Linked DNA regions of Mus musculus: regions 1 and 3 are each linked to region 2. The links are chromatin contacts, called in public HiChIP or PLAC-seq and promoter capture Hi-C maps. All regions are on one chromosome and are shown on one strand. The core of a region is the stretch at or near the end of the contact, and the rest is flanking DNA. Distances in the headings are between cores, read along the strand shown. Region 1 holds the start of Itpkb (inositol 1,4,5-trisphosphate 3-kinase B). Region 2 overlaps Gm31986 (a long non-coding RNA gene). Region 3 holds the start of Mixl1 (Mix1 homeobox-like 1 (Xenopus laevis)).

Region 1 (4,063 bases), core at 55-2,554, 220 kb after region 2:
TCCCTCCTCGAGACTGGCCAGGTTTCCTTGGCCAGAGCAAACACCGGCTATCGAGGATGACAGGCAACCCTGCTCCACCCTCTCAGGACATCAGAGGCCAAGTCACAGGGAACCTGACCCGGACCTGCCTTCCCCAAACCGCTGCTGGAGCCGAGACCTGGAAGGGGACTTGTGTGCCCACCGTTTTCTTTCTGATCCTGGTCTGGGGCTATGCCTCTCGGCCTATGAAAGGCCGGGAAGAGCGCGGGGGTGGGTGGGGGTGGGGCAGTCCAGGCACTTTTCAGCACTAGCCTTGATGTCTGTCTGTCTCCAAACAAGTGTGTTTTGTGAATGTGGGCACGCGTGCGCGCCAGGGAGCAAACTCTGCAGTATCCAGCACTGGAATCAATCCTGGTGGCTCCCTACTGTCCCCTCAGACCCTGCAGCGAGTGTGTGTGTGTGTGTGTGTGTGTGTGTGTGTGTGTGTGTGTTTGGGAGAGGGGATGCATGTCCGCAGCTACTCAGCCCTGCGCGCATCCTGTTAGCGAGGACCCAGCTGCCCCCTCCGGGACCCACACCCCTCGGAGGAACTCTGGGCTTGCTTGCACAGTTGCAGCCCGGAGGCCTTCTAATTGTGCAGGCCTGAGAATTTGCAGCCCTTCGGGGTCCCGCAAGCTAAGCCCCGGAGCAGCGCGGCCGGCCGAGGGCAGGGCCTCGCGCATCCCGGGCAGCCTCGCCTGGCGCCAGGGGAGCCGCCGGGCAAGCCGAGCCCCAGACGCCCGCAGCGCGCCGGGGAGGTGGTGGCGGCGCAGCGGCCCGGAAGGCGATGGGAAAGTCGAATCGCCTCCTCTGCCCCCAAGGCCACGCCACGCTACCGTCCCAAATCAGCCTCCCTTCTCCGTCGTTCTAGCCCTCACCTCCGTGCTGTGCTCGGACCCCGGAACACCCAGAGGAACCCCAGCACAGATGGAGCGGAAAGAGGGTTCAGAGACGAGGGCCAGGAAGGAGCCGCCACGCTTACCTGCAATTGCTCAGACTTCCAGGTCCCGTGCAGGCGACATGCCCCGGGGACTCCGGGCTCGTACAGACCAAGTGGCTTAAAGTTTTTTTAAAAAAATAAAAAAGCTCCCAAAGGGTTTCCGCAACAACTTATGGAAGACGGAAAAAGTGGGGTGCAACGAAGCTGAATGTACCGGCGCAGGGACTAGGCGATCCCGGAGGGGACACCGCCAGGCCGACCCTGCGTTGCTCTGTGCTTGGTTGGAGACACTACCGCTGTCAGCGTCTGCTCCCTGCTACTTCAGTGTTTGTTCAATGTAAGATTTAAAAAAAAAAAAAAAAGTTGGGGGTTGAGGGAGGAGGCAGAGAGGCGGGGGCTTGGGGGAGGAAAGCAGGAAGGAAGTTGTGAGCCTGTCTGGGGTTGAACTCAGCGGAACAAGTTTTTCTTTTCTTCTTTTTTTTTTTTTTTTCTATTGCTTGGCAAACCGAGGGAGGGAAACACTTAAAAAAAAAGTTTCCATTGTTAGCTAACAAAAAAAAAAAAAAAAAAAAAAAAGACTTTAACTTCTGCGGGTTAAAGATATACGATTTATTTTCCATCCCTCGACCAAGGTTTGCTGGTGTCTAGTTTTATGAAGCTACGTTTGAAAACTGTTTTTAATAAAATTTTGAGTGTGCTAAACAAAGCTGCTGGGGGGGGGATTTTTCTAGCATCGAAAGAGGGGTAATATTCTGCCTAAGCAGAGGGTGTACTTGTACTACAATAGGCAACTTTTTACAAGGTATATTGCATATATTGCAGGGCATTTCCTTGCACAGTTTTAGGTTTTAATGCACCATGGTAGAATTTTGGAAGACTGGTTGGACTGTGAGCTGCTGAGTGTCTTGTAGGCTAGATGTGTGAAGGAGCTCTGCATTAAGCAGTTATCTATAAACGCACACAGAGGCTGTGCTGTTCGCGTATTTTTGCACTCAACTCTCAAAAAGTTATTTTAAGAAAAAGCATAGTCCTGGGGCTGAGGCCCGATCAATGTCTTCAACCACTTGCTCAGTCTCCTGTGAATTTACTCCTGCGTTTTCAAGGGTTCTACTCTACCCTCAAATAAAGGGGGGGGGGCACCAGGCAACACTGGAGGGCGGGGGACACTCCCTGCCCCCATACACACACACTTAAGCCCCACCCGGCACTGCAAGCCTGTTTTGCATAATTCCCTAAATCTTAAACTCTAGCGTTTAGTGGAAACAGGGAACACAGCTGCGAGGTTTAGGAGATTTAAGAATCCTAAGCTTGTATCCGCCCATATATCCTGATTAGCCAAACCTCGGATGGAAAACCTGACCGCCTGTAGCAAGCAGACAGCTTACTTGTTTATGTAACAATACCGTTGAAGTGAGCAAAGCAACCTGCAGCTTGGTCAGGAAAAGACTCAAGCAAATTTGAAACCAAGAGCCCTTCCAGCCAAGAATTCCTGGAATCGGACAAGTCCTTTCTGGTTTTGTTTTGTTTTGTTTTTGTTTTATTTTTTATTTTTTTTAACATACCCTGGAAGGCTTGAATCTGGTTTCCCTCTCACCCTCAATGGGGCTGAATAAAGATGCCTGTCCTGTGTGTGTTCTAGTATTACCGTGAGACAAAGAAGCCACCTCTATCTAGACTCCCTCCTTTGGTCCCTAGTGGCAAGAAGAGGAGTTACTCAAGCTATGAAGTCTAATCTGAGAGGTGATAAATGCCTCAGTAGAAGCAACTGAAGAGCCTAGCAAAGCTCCCACAAATCTCTACCTTGCCGGCCCCTGAGAAGCTGTTCCTAGTTGCTATTGTCTCTTGTAGGTGAGTCAGTCAACCTTCCCTAGTGAGAAATGAAGGCTGCTGGAACATGCCCTTAGTCTCTGAGTAATCCTTGGCCAGTCAGCTGCTGTCAGACAGGACATGGAGATGGAACTTCTGGCTTGGATGTAAGGGAGACAAGACGATAGTCCTAACCATGACACTGAGAGGGTTTGGCAGGGTTTAAGTCCCCAGATTGGAAGTCAGCACAGCAGGCTTTATATCCTACCATAGAATCTAGCTGGCTCCCACAACGTAAAGCAAAAGTTAACACTTCGACGTAGTGTTTGCTATTTCCAGACACTGGTTTAGGCACATTTTGAATATGTATACAGGACTAAGGACATAGTATGGGTAACAGAATGCCTTCCTAACATGCACCATGCCCTGTGATTGGTCCTCAGCACCGCACAAGCCAGGCTTGTTGGCCTAGTGACACGAACCTGTAATCCAGCACTGTAGTGGTGGAGGCAGGAGGATGAGAAGTTCAAAGTCACTATTAGCTACATCAAGAGTTTGAAAGCATCTTAGGCTATCTGAGATCCTGTCTCAGCAATCCCTCCTTACCTCTAACACACGCACACACACACACACACACACACACACACACACACACACACAAGAGAAAAACAATTTGCATATTGTCAACCTTATAACAACACTGTCAGGTAGGCGTTGTTACAGGCTTCATTTACACTAGAAATTAAAATTCAAAGAGGCAGCTCTCTGCTCCTCCCTGTTCCAGAGACAGTGCATCTTCTTGTGCAGTGCCAGCCTCGTCCCGTAGACAAAATGGTGAAGGCCGGTGTGAACGGATTTGGCCATATTGGGCGCCTGGTCACGAGGGTTGCCATCTGCTCTCTACATGGCAAAGTGGAGATTGTTGCCATCAACGACCCCTTCATTGACCTCGACTACATGGTCTACATGTTCCAGTATGACTCCACCCACAGTAAATTCAACGGCACAGTCAAGGCTGAAAATGGGAAGCTTGTCATCAACGGGAAGCCCATCACCATCTTCCAGGAGCGAGACTGCCCTCCCCCCAACATCAAATGGGATGAGGCCAGTGCTGAGTATGTCGTGGAGTCTACTGGTGTCTTCACCACCATGGAGAAGGCGGGGGCCCACTTGAAGGGTGGAGCCAAAAGGGTCATCATCTCCGTCCGTTCTGCCGATGCTCCCATGTTTGTGATGGGTGTGAACCACGAGAAATATGACAACTCACTCAAGATTGTCAGCAATGCATCCTGCACCACC
Region 2 (3,969 bases), core at 386-2,885:
GCCACATATTTTGTAGACCAGGCTGGCCTTGAACTTATATAGAACCACCAGCCTCTGCCTCCCAAATACTGGGATTAAATGCGTGTGCCACCACCACCTGGCTCCTTCTTTCCTTCTTCTCTCCATCTTTTCATTCCATCCACCTACCCATTCATTCCTTTGTTTGTTTGGATCTGGTCCAACAACCCTTCACCTCTACAGGCTCCAGCTAACTTGACTCTACAGCAGCACCTAGCAGAACTCCAAACCTGGTTGGTTACCTGGTCTCCCATGGAAATTCCCTTCACATTCTTAGCAGCATCCCACTGCTGCCTCTAAGTTTGGCCTCTCTGAAACTCTGTCAACTCATTGTAGCCATTCTTTAACCTACACGTCTGTCCGTCTGTTGACTGTCTGATGTGTCATGTGTGTTCTGAGGGTTTATATTAGTTACGATGGGAACAAAAGAACCTGTCCTTCCCTTGGCTGCATAGCAAGGAGAGAGAGCTACTTGGCAAATTGCTGCCAACAACACTTCCATAGCTGGTGAGTTTATTATGACACTGTGGGAAGACACAAATGTATTCATCTATGTTCCCAACACAGTGAAATCGTGACATATGGCTGCAGGATTGAAGTGTGCCTCCTCTCCAGCCTCCTTCATTCACTCTGCATCCATCATCCCTCAGGGATGTACATCTGTGTGTGTACATCCATGGTGCTGGTCCCCATGCACAGACCCCTGTCTGTCTGCCAGGATATCCAAGCCATTCCGGCCCCTAGCTGTCCTCGCAAGGTTGGCAGCTGTTTTGCTCACCTCACACAAATTCCTGGGCTCATGGCTGTGCACCACAGCAGTCCTCAGTCTTCTCAACACCCGGTCACTTGCACCAGAGCTCCTAGTGGCCAGAGGTGTGGCATCTCAGCTCTCTGTGTTCTGTCTATCAGTGTCTAGGAGTGATGTGTTTATAAAAAGACAGAGAGGAGGAATGTTTTGTGGATGTGTAGTCAGGTGTGGGGGAGGGGGTGCCATGCTAAGGTATCCCTTCTCCCTGAGGGACCAGCCACACGACCACAGTGTAGTATAGAATAGAGTTTATTGAGGGTATAGGGAGGGGAGTTAAGAGGGTGGTAGAGGCAGAGAAAGGGGGAGGGAGAGAGAGAGAAGTAGAGGAGTAGAGGCTGGCCATGAGCACTGGCGGCAGGGGGAAGGGGGAGAAAGTGGGAGCAGGAAGGCAAGATCAAGATGGGGGACATGCAGCCCCTTTTACCTTGAGTCAGGCACACCTGGCTGTTGCCAGGTAACTGTGGGGCGGAGCTTAGACAAAATGCTAACAGGGAGCTCCCGAGTTTGTGGAACCCAGGCCACAATGGCAGGTGGAGGGCCCTGGGCAAGACTTTTTGTTCCTTCTGTTTCTTCCCCCAACAAAAAGCACAAAAGCACCATTGTATTTTATCCAGTTCAACAACCACTCCGTGAGGGAATCTGTTTACAGGTCATTGCCCTAGGCTCTGGCTTGCCTGGGGTATAAGATACTCTTCCAGCTGAGAACCTCATTGCAATTTGCAGTGGTGCCTAGTTCCCTGTAGAGAGAGGCTGAGGTATGCTCAAGGGACACTCAGAGAGATGAAGGGCGGTGAAAGACTCCGAGAGCTCCAGGAAGCCTCAGCTCAGAGGCCACCTTCCTGCGGATTACCTCCGAGCTCTTTGGTAGACCCAGGGCTGATTAACAGCAGTAGCAGGCTTTTAGTTTCCTATGCGCCATATAAAGAGACCGACTCCAGGCTCACCCTCTGTGCGCAGTGAGAGCTTGGCACCCTGTAGGTCTCCATCTCCTCTTCTGAGAGAACACAGTAGGCACTCTGCTTTTGCCTGTGAAATGACTAGGAGCTGCTATTCTTGCAGGGTCTTTGTGATCAGGGAGGACTTGAAGAGCTAGGATCATGGAGGTGACACTGGGAAAGCAAGTGGTAAAGACACCAGCCTGTGGAGGTGTCCCTCACTCTGGGTCCTCTGTGGGACATCTAAGCAGCAGCCCACACCCACCCCAGAATTCTAGTTTTGCACGAAGACTCTTCTTTAGGACCAAGCCCCCTTACCCAGGGCTTCCACCACAGTGTCCGGATATTTGTGTGGGCTTGAAGGGAGATGTGGTCACCTCACAGTCCTTTCTCTCCCTCTCCCTGTAGGTCTGCCGCTGAACCTGTTGTTTGTAGTCCTGAGTGAGCTCTAGAACCATCAGGGGAGCTGTTTAGAAGTACCGGGCTTTATGTAATTGGCCAGAATGCAGGGGTCAGAGGCAGCCTCATTTCTCCAGCTTCTCTGATGATAGTTGCAGCCCTGTCTGTAACAGAACTTCCTGCCCCCCCCCCCCCCCCCACCTCCCGCTGCAGCCAGCATTCTGCTTGCTTTGATCTGCTCCAAGCCGGCCCGCACCAGCCTTTCTTTCGGGCGGGGCTCCTGCGCTTCTCCCTGTCCCTCCGCTCTTTGGTGTCTCACGTCTCTGAGCCCTCTCAGTACTGACTTTATACACGTCCCAGCAGACTGCTGCCGTGTGAATTACAGAGAGCAGAGCCATAGAGACTGCGCCTGGGAAACAAATTAAAACACTCAATCATTCAGCCAAGACAGGGAACAGGGGTAGAAAGACACTCAGCCCCTAGAGAGGGGCCAGGGAGGGATCCGGAGAAGGGAAGAAGTGGCTGGATCACAAGATGATATTTATGAAAAAAAGTCGCTGAGGCAGACTGAGGAGGAAGAGGAGGAATAAAGGGCGCACAGTAGGGGGCATCTGACAAAGGGTCCTAGTGATGGTTACTATGGATTGTCAATCGATAGGATCTAGAATCACCCCGGAGACAAATCTCTGGGCACCCGTATGAGGGAGTTTCTAGATCAGGTTAATTAACAGCCAGGCTGAAATGAAGGGAGAAAGCAGGCCCTTCTCTGCTTCCTGACTGTGGACACAAAGTAACCAGCTGCTTCGGCACCTGGGACTAAACCTTCCCTGCCAAGATGGACTTCATCCCTTAGAATTCAGTGAAAGTAACCCCTCTCACTTCAGAGGAGGTCTCACCATATAGCCCTGGCTGATCTGGAACTCACTATATAGGCCAGCCAGACCTCAAATCCAGAGAGCTACCTGCTTCTCCCTCTTAAATTCTGGGATTAAAGGCGTTTGCCGCCACGCCCTGAAGACTCTCCTTTTTATGTAGCTATTGTCAGGGAGTTGGTTGAAGGGATGAGGCAGATAACAATACAGTCCAATCTGATGAGGACCACCTCTGAGGAGGGGTAGGACAGAAGACACCTAGCAAGGAAGGTCCAGTATGCCCACTGTTTGTGCCAACTGGGTATGTGTGATATTAGCCAGATAGCAGTGGAGTGTTGGGTCCTGGGGAGATGGCTCAGCAACCAAAGTGCTGTGTGAATGTGAAGCTTGGAGTTCAGACTCCCAGACCGCATGCAAATGTTGAGTGGGTGGGACAGCTGCCTGTAACTCCAACCTCAGAAACTTAGGATGAGATTCTCTCAAGCAAATTGGCTAGTGAGAATGGTCTAAGAGTCACCCCACAAACCACATGAACACCGATCTCATTCAGACAGGGACAGTGTTGTGATCATAAAAAGAGAAAGGGCTATTACGATATGTTCTGGCGAGGTGTGGGGGGATGGGGTGCCTCAGTGGGCCCATACCAAGGCATTTCTTCCCCCTGAGAGACCAGACCCACACTGGTATAGTATAGAATAGAGTTTATTCAGGGCATGGGGAGGGGAGTTAAGAGGGTAGCAGAGGTGGAGAAAGGCAGGGGGAGGCGGCCATGTGGAGAGAGGGGGGAAGGGAATGTGGAGAGAGGGGGAGCAAGGGGACAAGAGGCAAGGGAGAGAAGCAGGAGTAAGAGAGGAGGGGACAAGCAGCCCCTTTTATAGGCCAGGCCTACCTGGCTGTTGCCAAGTAACAGTGGGGTGGGGCATACCTGGCTGTTGCC
Region 3 (4,056 bases), core at 1,356-3,855, 150 kb before region 2:
TGCCCTGTAGGGTTCTTCTGGGGCAGACAGAAGGTGGCAGAGGACAGTGATGGACAAAGGACCCGGGAGGATTTCCACGTAGCAGGTTGAAGAATTCCTATAGCTCAGAACCCAGCTGAGTCTCTGGGAGGCTCGGCTGTCACTGACAAACTCCTTCTGGGAGCAGTAGTCACAGACTCTGGTGTCTTCTCAGGCTGGTTTCCTGATCCCTTCAGGGACAGCAGTGCAGCAGCCACTGAAGCTCCTAGGTGGCAGAGACCAGGCCACCTCTCTTCCCAAGATGACTGGAACCCAGTGTTCCCACAGAGTCATATCTGGAGATCCGCTTGGCACAGCACCTGTCCAGGTCTTTGGGCTTTGATCTGGATTGTAGTGTATTTCTTGGAGAGTAAAATGGGAACACACACCACACATCACACATCCACCACACACACACACACACACACACACACACACACACACACACCTACTATATAAGAACATACATAAGCACAGCCATAACATTTTATTTTGTTTTCAAATAATTCATTTTTAATAATGGATTATAAAACTGAGTGACAGGTTGGGTGTATAATTCAGAGATAAAGCCCTGGGTTTGAGCCTCAGCATCACAGAAAAAAAGAGAAGAATAAAAGTAGGTGTGAACTTTCATGTTCAAGAGGCTGAGACAGGTAGATCTCAAGTTCAAGGCCAGCCTGGGCTATCTCGTGAGACCCAGTCTCTGAATTGATGAACAAATGGCAGAAGATGTAGCATAGCCCTTCCAGTGCTTGTCCAGCATTTACAAGGCCTTGTTTGAGCCCCAGCATTGCATAAAATCAGGCATTGTGTGGAATGTCTGTAAAGAGAGCTTTGCATCCTGGAAGTCCATCCTTGGCTACATAGAGAGTGTGAGGCTAGCCTGGTATACACGAGACCCTGATATATGTACGGGGTAGGAGTAGAAAAATAAAAGCATAGAAAAATCAAATTCTGATTTTTCCATTCCATACACTGTGAAACTGAAAAACTGTCAAAGAAATAGAAGAAGAAAGAAAGGGAGAGGGGTTGGAGGTGTGTGTGTGTGTGTGTGTGTGTGTGTGTGTGTGTGTGTGTGTGTTTGAGGGGAAGGGATCAGATGGAAAAGCAGGCCTGGGGAGTCTTAGCATCCGCATAAAGCAGGAGGCCAGGACACTTCCCACGACTCCCCAGCTGGTGGACAGGTCAAGCCTAGAACTTGCCGATCACTCTGTGCTTTGACACTTGGGATAATTGCCCATAGTAAAGATATGGCCACTTGCTGCTCTTCCAGAGGGTCAGTTCTCAGCACTGTATCAGGTGGCTTACAACCCATTACTTCCCAGCACTGTGTCAGGCAGCTTACAACCCACTTCCCTCTTTTGGCTTCTTTGGGGGCTCACATGCGTATTAGTAGACAGGATGCACTCATGGCCAGCACATATACTTTCTCCTATGATACTTCCCATTAGCATTGAAGACGTTGCAGGAACAGGTCCTGGGCTGGGCTGTGGAATACCCCTTCCTCTGCAGGGAGCCCCTTTGAGGCCTTGCAAGCCGTGCTCCTTGCCCTGCCTGCCTCTGCACCCTTCTGCTATAGTGCTGCATGCCTCTGATTTCTCTATGAAGCAACTTGGCTTCTGTCTCAACAGATGTTCCCTGAGGGTCTTGCTTAGGATTTTCCAGTCACTGGGTCCTATTCTCAGGACCAGAGGGTAAGGAGGTGGGGAGAGACTTATATGAATAAATGAATGCATGTGTGCACTAGGGGAAGCAGATATAGAAGTCACAACTAAACTACAAATCCGCATAAAACAAACCAGGAACCTCAAATGAACCCCAGGGGACAAAGGAAATAGTAATGGCATCAGAGGGAGCAGAAACTTCAAGGAGTGGCATCAGAGGGAGCAGAAACTTCTCGGGTTCTGAGCACTGTTGGGATTCTTTAGGAGCGCTAACCCCGTACAACTTCAGCCCGTCCAATTTACAGCATTCTTGTTGACAGGTCACAGATACTCTAGGCAGGAGCAGCGTCACTGTTCAGGATGTGTGCCTGTCCCCTTTGAGATCTCTTTATCTTCACCCCCCCTTGGATTCAGGATGTGTCAGGGTGGTTTGCCGAGGGCAGGGCTAGGCTGTTTAACCAACCTGGAGTAAGGTCTAGCACATAGCAGGGGTGGTAAATAGCGCCTTTGATGGTGACAGGCGGACAGCGGGCCAGGCACAGCGCGGGGGACCTACGAACCAAGCCCCCAAGAGATTCAGGCGCTCTTGAGAGGTCTTCTGGCCCAGAAGAGGGGGTTCTGTCCAAGTCCGGCCTGCACTTGGGGCGACCCCACCGGGGCAAAGCGGTTCGAGGTATGTGGATTGGTGGTTGGACTGGCTGGCGGATGGGCGGAGAAGGGACGGAGCGGCCCGGACTCAAGTTCGCGCCTCCCTCATTCCGTCCCCGGGTCAGCGGAAGCGATTATTCCCGCGGCGTCTGGCGGGGCTGGGGCGGGCTCGCACCCCGAGGAGACGAGACGCGGCTTCCCTGCACCCACGCCTTTGATGGCGCCGCCGCCCCCTCCCCGGCTCCGGGCCGCTATAACTGCAGGCGCGCGGGGGTACAGGGAAGCGTCCGGGAGTCATGGCCGCAGCAGGGTCCCAGCAGCTCCAGTTCGCAGAAGGCGCCGCTTTCCCCATCTTCCCCGCCGCGCATCCCGGAGGGCAGCTGCTCCCAGCCATGCGCCCAGCCTCTGGGCTGCCCGCGGCGCCCCACGACTCTCGCGCCCCAGCAGCCACGCAGTGCTTTCCAAACCGCGACTCCAGTCCCACAGCGCAGACCCCCGCCGGCCTGGATCCGCCCGGACCCTCCAAAGGCTCGGCCGCCCCGTCGGCGCCACAGCGCCGCAAGCGCACGTCGTTCAGCTCGGAGCAGCTGCAGTTGCTGGAGCTCGTCTTCCGACAGACCATGTACCCAGACATCCACTTGCGGGAGCGCCTGGCTGCGCTCACGCTGCTACCCGAGTCCAGGATCCAGGTGAGTCGCGGTCGCAGCTGCGCGTTCCAGTGGAGGTGCTGGGAAGTCACAGGCTTGTTGGGCCATTTATTCTGTGGGGGAAAAGTTACTCTCTTTGAACCTCATGGTTCTAGACTGCAAACTGGGATGTCAGTTAAGGCCGCGTTACCATGTGATTGATCTGGGCAGCTAAGGGGCTTGCGGACCCATTGAAAGGTCCCAGCAGGAAGGTAGTCATTGCACTCTTTCCCAGCGTCCAGTAAGGAGAGAGAGAGAGACAGAGACAGAGAGACAGACAGAGAGACAGAGAGAGAGAGACAAGCCTTCCTCTGGCTTTGATTCTAAGTAGCAGAGCAGGGTTGGATCACCTTCAAAACAAGCAAGAACTTCTTGTCACTTTGAAAAAATATTGCAAAGTGAGTTTATTGTCTGAGGTCGATCATTTAGATCAGAGTTTTGGAGATGATAGGGAGAAGCCTCTCTCTCTCTCTCTTGCTCTCTCTCTCTCTCTCTCTCTCTCTCTCTCTCTCTCTCTCTCTCTGTGTGTGTGTGTGTGTGTGTGTGTGTGTGTGTGTGTGTGTGTGTGTGTGACTGAGACAAGTTCATGCTGCGTAGTCCAAGCTGGACTTCAATTCACAATCCTTCTGCCTCAGCTTCCTGGGTGCTTGGATTACAGGTAGGTTCCCCAACACCCAGTTTAGACGCTTGCCTCAGGAGGGTGGACATTTAGTGTTTATTTTTTTCCTGGACTTAGGGTGACTACTCAACTGTCACTTTTTTACCCCCTCCAGTCAGGGTTTCTCTGGGTAGCCCTGGCTGTCCGGGAATTTGCTCTGGAGACCAGGCTGGCCTTGAAATCAAAGATGTGCCTCCTTTGTCTAGGATTAAGGGGGTGTGCCACTATCTCCTGGCTTCAACTGTCACTTTCAGCAGTTGTCACCCTGGGCTTCCTATGCAGAACACGTTTGTGGGGAAATAGTAAAGACATTTACACACAGAAACGAGCTTCACGGAGGAAAAATACCTACTGGGATTGAAGGGGTATGCTACCACCACCA

The links. Promoter capture Hi-C pulls out the DNA fragments that hold promoters and counts their contacts. HiChIP or PLAC-seq counts read pairs in DNA pulled down with a chosen protein or histone mark.
Region 1: a promoter capture Hi-C map of pre-B cells shows a contact between it and region 2, with 2.3 times the contacts expected there. The contact joins the promoter of Itpkb here to the enhancer-like site in region 2. A contact is called at or near these places in 5 of 39 promoter capture datasets (the C10 cell line, embryonic stem cells, liver and 1 more), 2 of 484 Hi-C or Micro-C datasets (both in embryonic stem cells), 1 of 115 datasets of contacts at active chromatin or transcription factors (microglia) and 2 of 9 other capture datasets (adipose tissue and liver).
Region 3: an H3K27ac HiChIP or PLAC-seq map of the HPC-7 cell line shows a contact between it and region 2, with 5 times the contacts expected there. The contact joins the promoter of Mixl1 here to the enhancer-like site in region 2. A contact is called at or near these places in 2 of 39 promoter capture datasets (embryonic stem cells and hematopoietic stem and progenitor cells), 2 of 115 datasets of contacts at active chromatin or transcription factors (the HPC-7 cell line and embryonic stem cells) and 2 of 9 other capture datasets (adipose tissue and pancreatic islet).

What each region holds. Positions count from the first base shown.
Region 1 is chr1:180,327,717-180,331,779 of GRCm38.p6, reverse strand. Itpkb (inositol 1,4,5-trisphosphate 3-kinase B) reads right to left here and starts at 1,304. Exons shown (of 8, transcript NM_001081175.1): 1 at 1,001-1,304. It also overlaps the pseudogene Gm5069.
Region 2 is chr1:180,546,492-180,550,460 of GRCm38.p6, reverse strand. All of the region lies in intron 3 of Gm31986 (a long non-coding RNA gene), which reads left to right. Among named protein-coding and RNA genes, the nearest start is that of Parp1, 20 kb to the left of the region's middle. Within about 2 kb of position 1,635, at least 89 of the 459 cell types and tissues checked have an H3K27ac peak or open chromatin away from gene starts, as enhancers often do. A contact at or near this core is called in the HPC-7 cell line, pancreatic islet and pre-B cells, where this site is marked.
Region 3 is chr1:180,695,583-180,699,638 of GRCm38.p6, reverse strand. Mixl1 (Mix1 homeobox-like 1 (Xenopus laevis)) reads left to right here and starts at 2,605. Exons shown (of 2, transcript NM_013729.3): 1 at 2,605-3,019. The coding sequence starts at 2,627.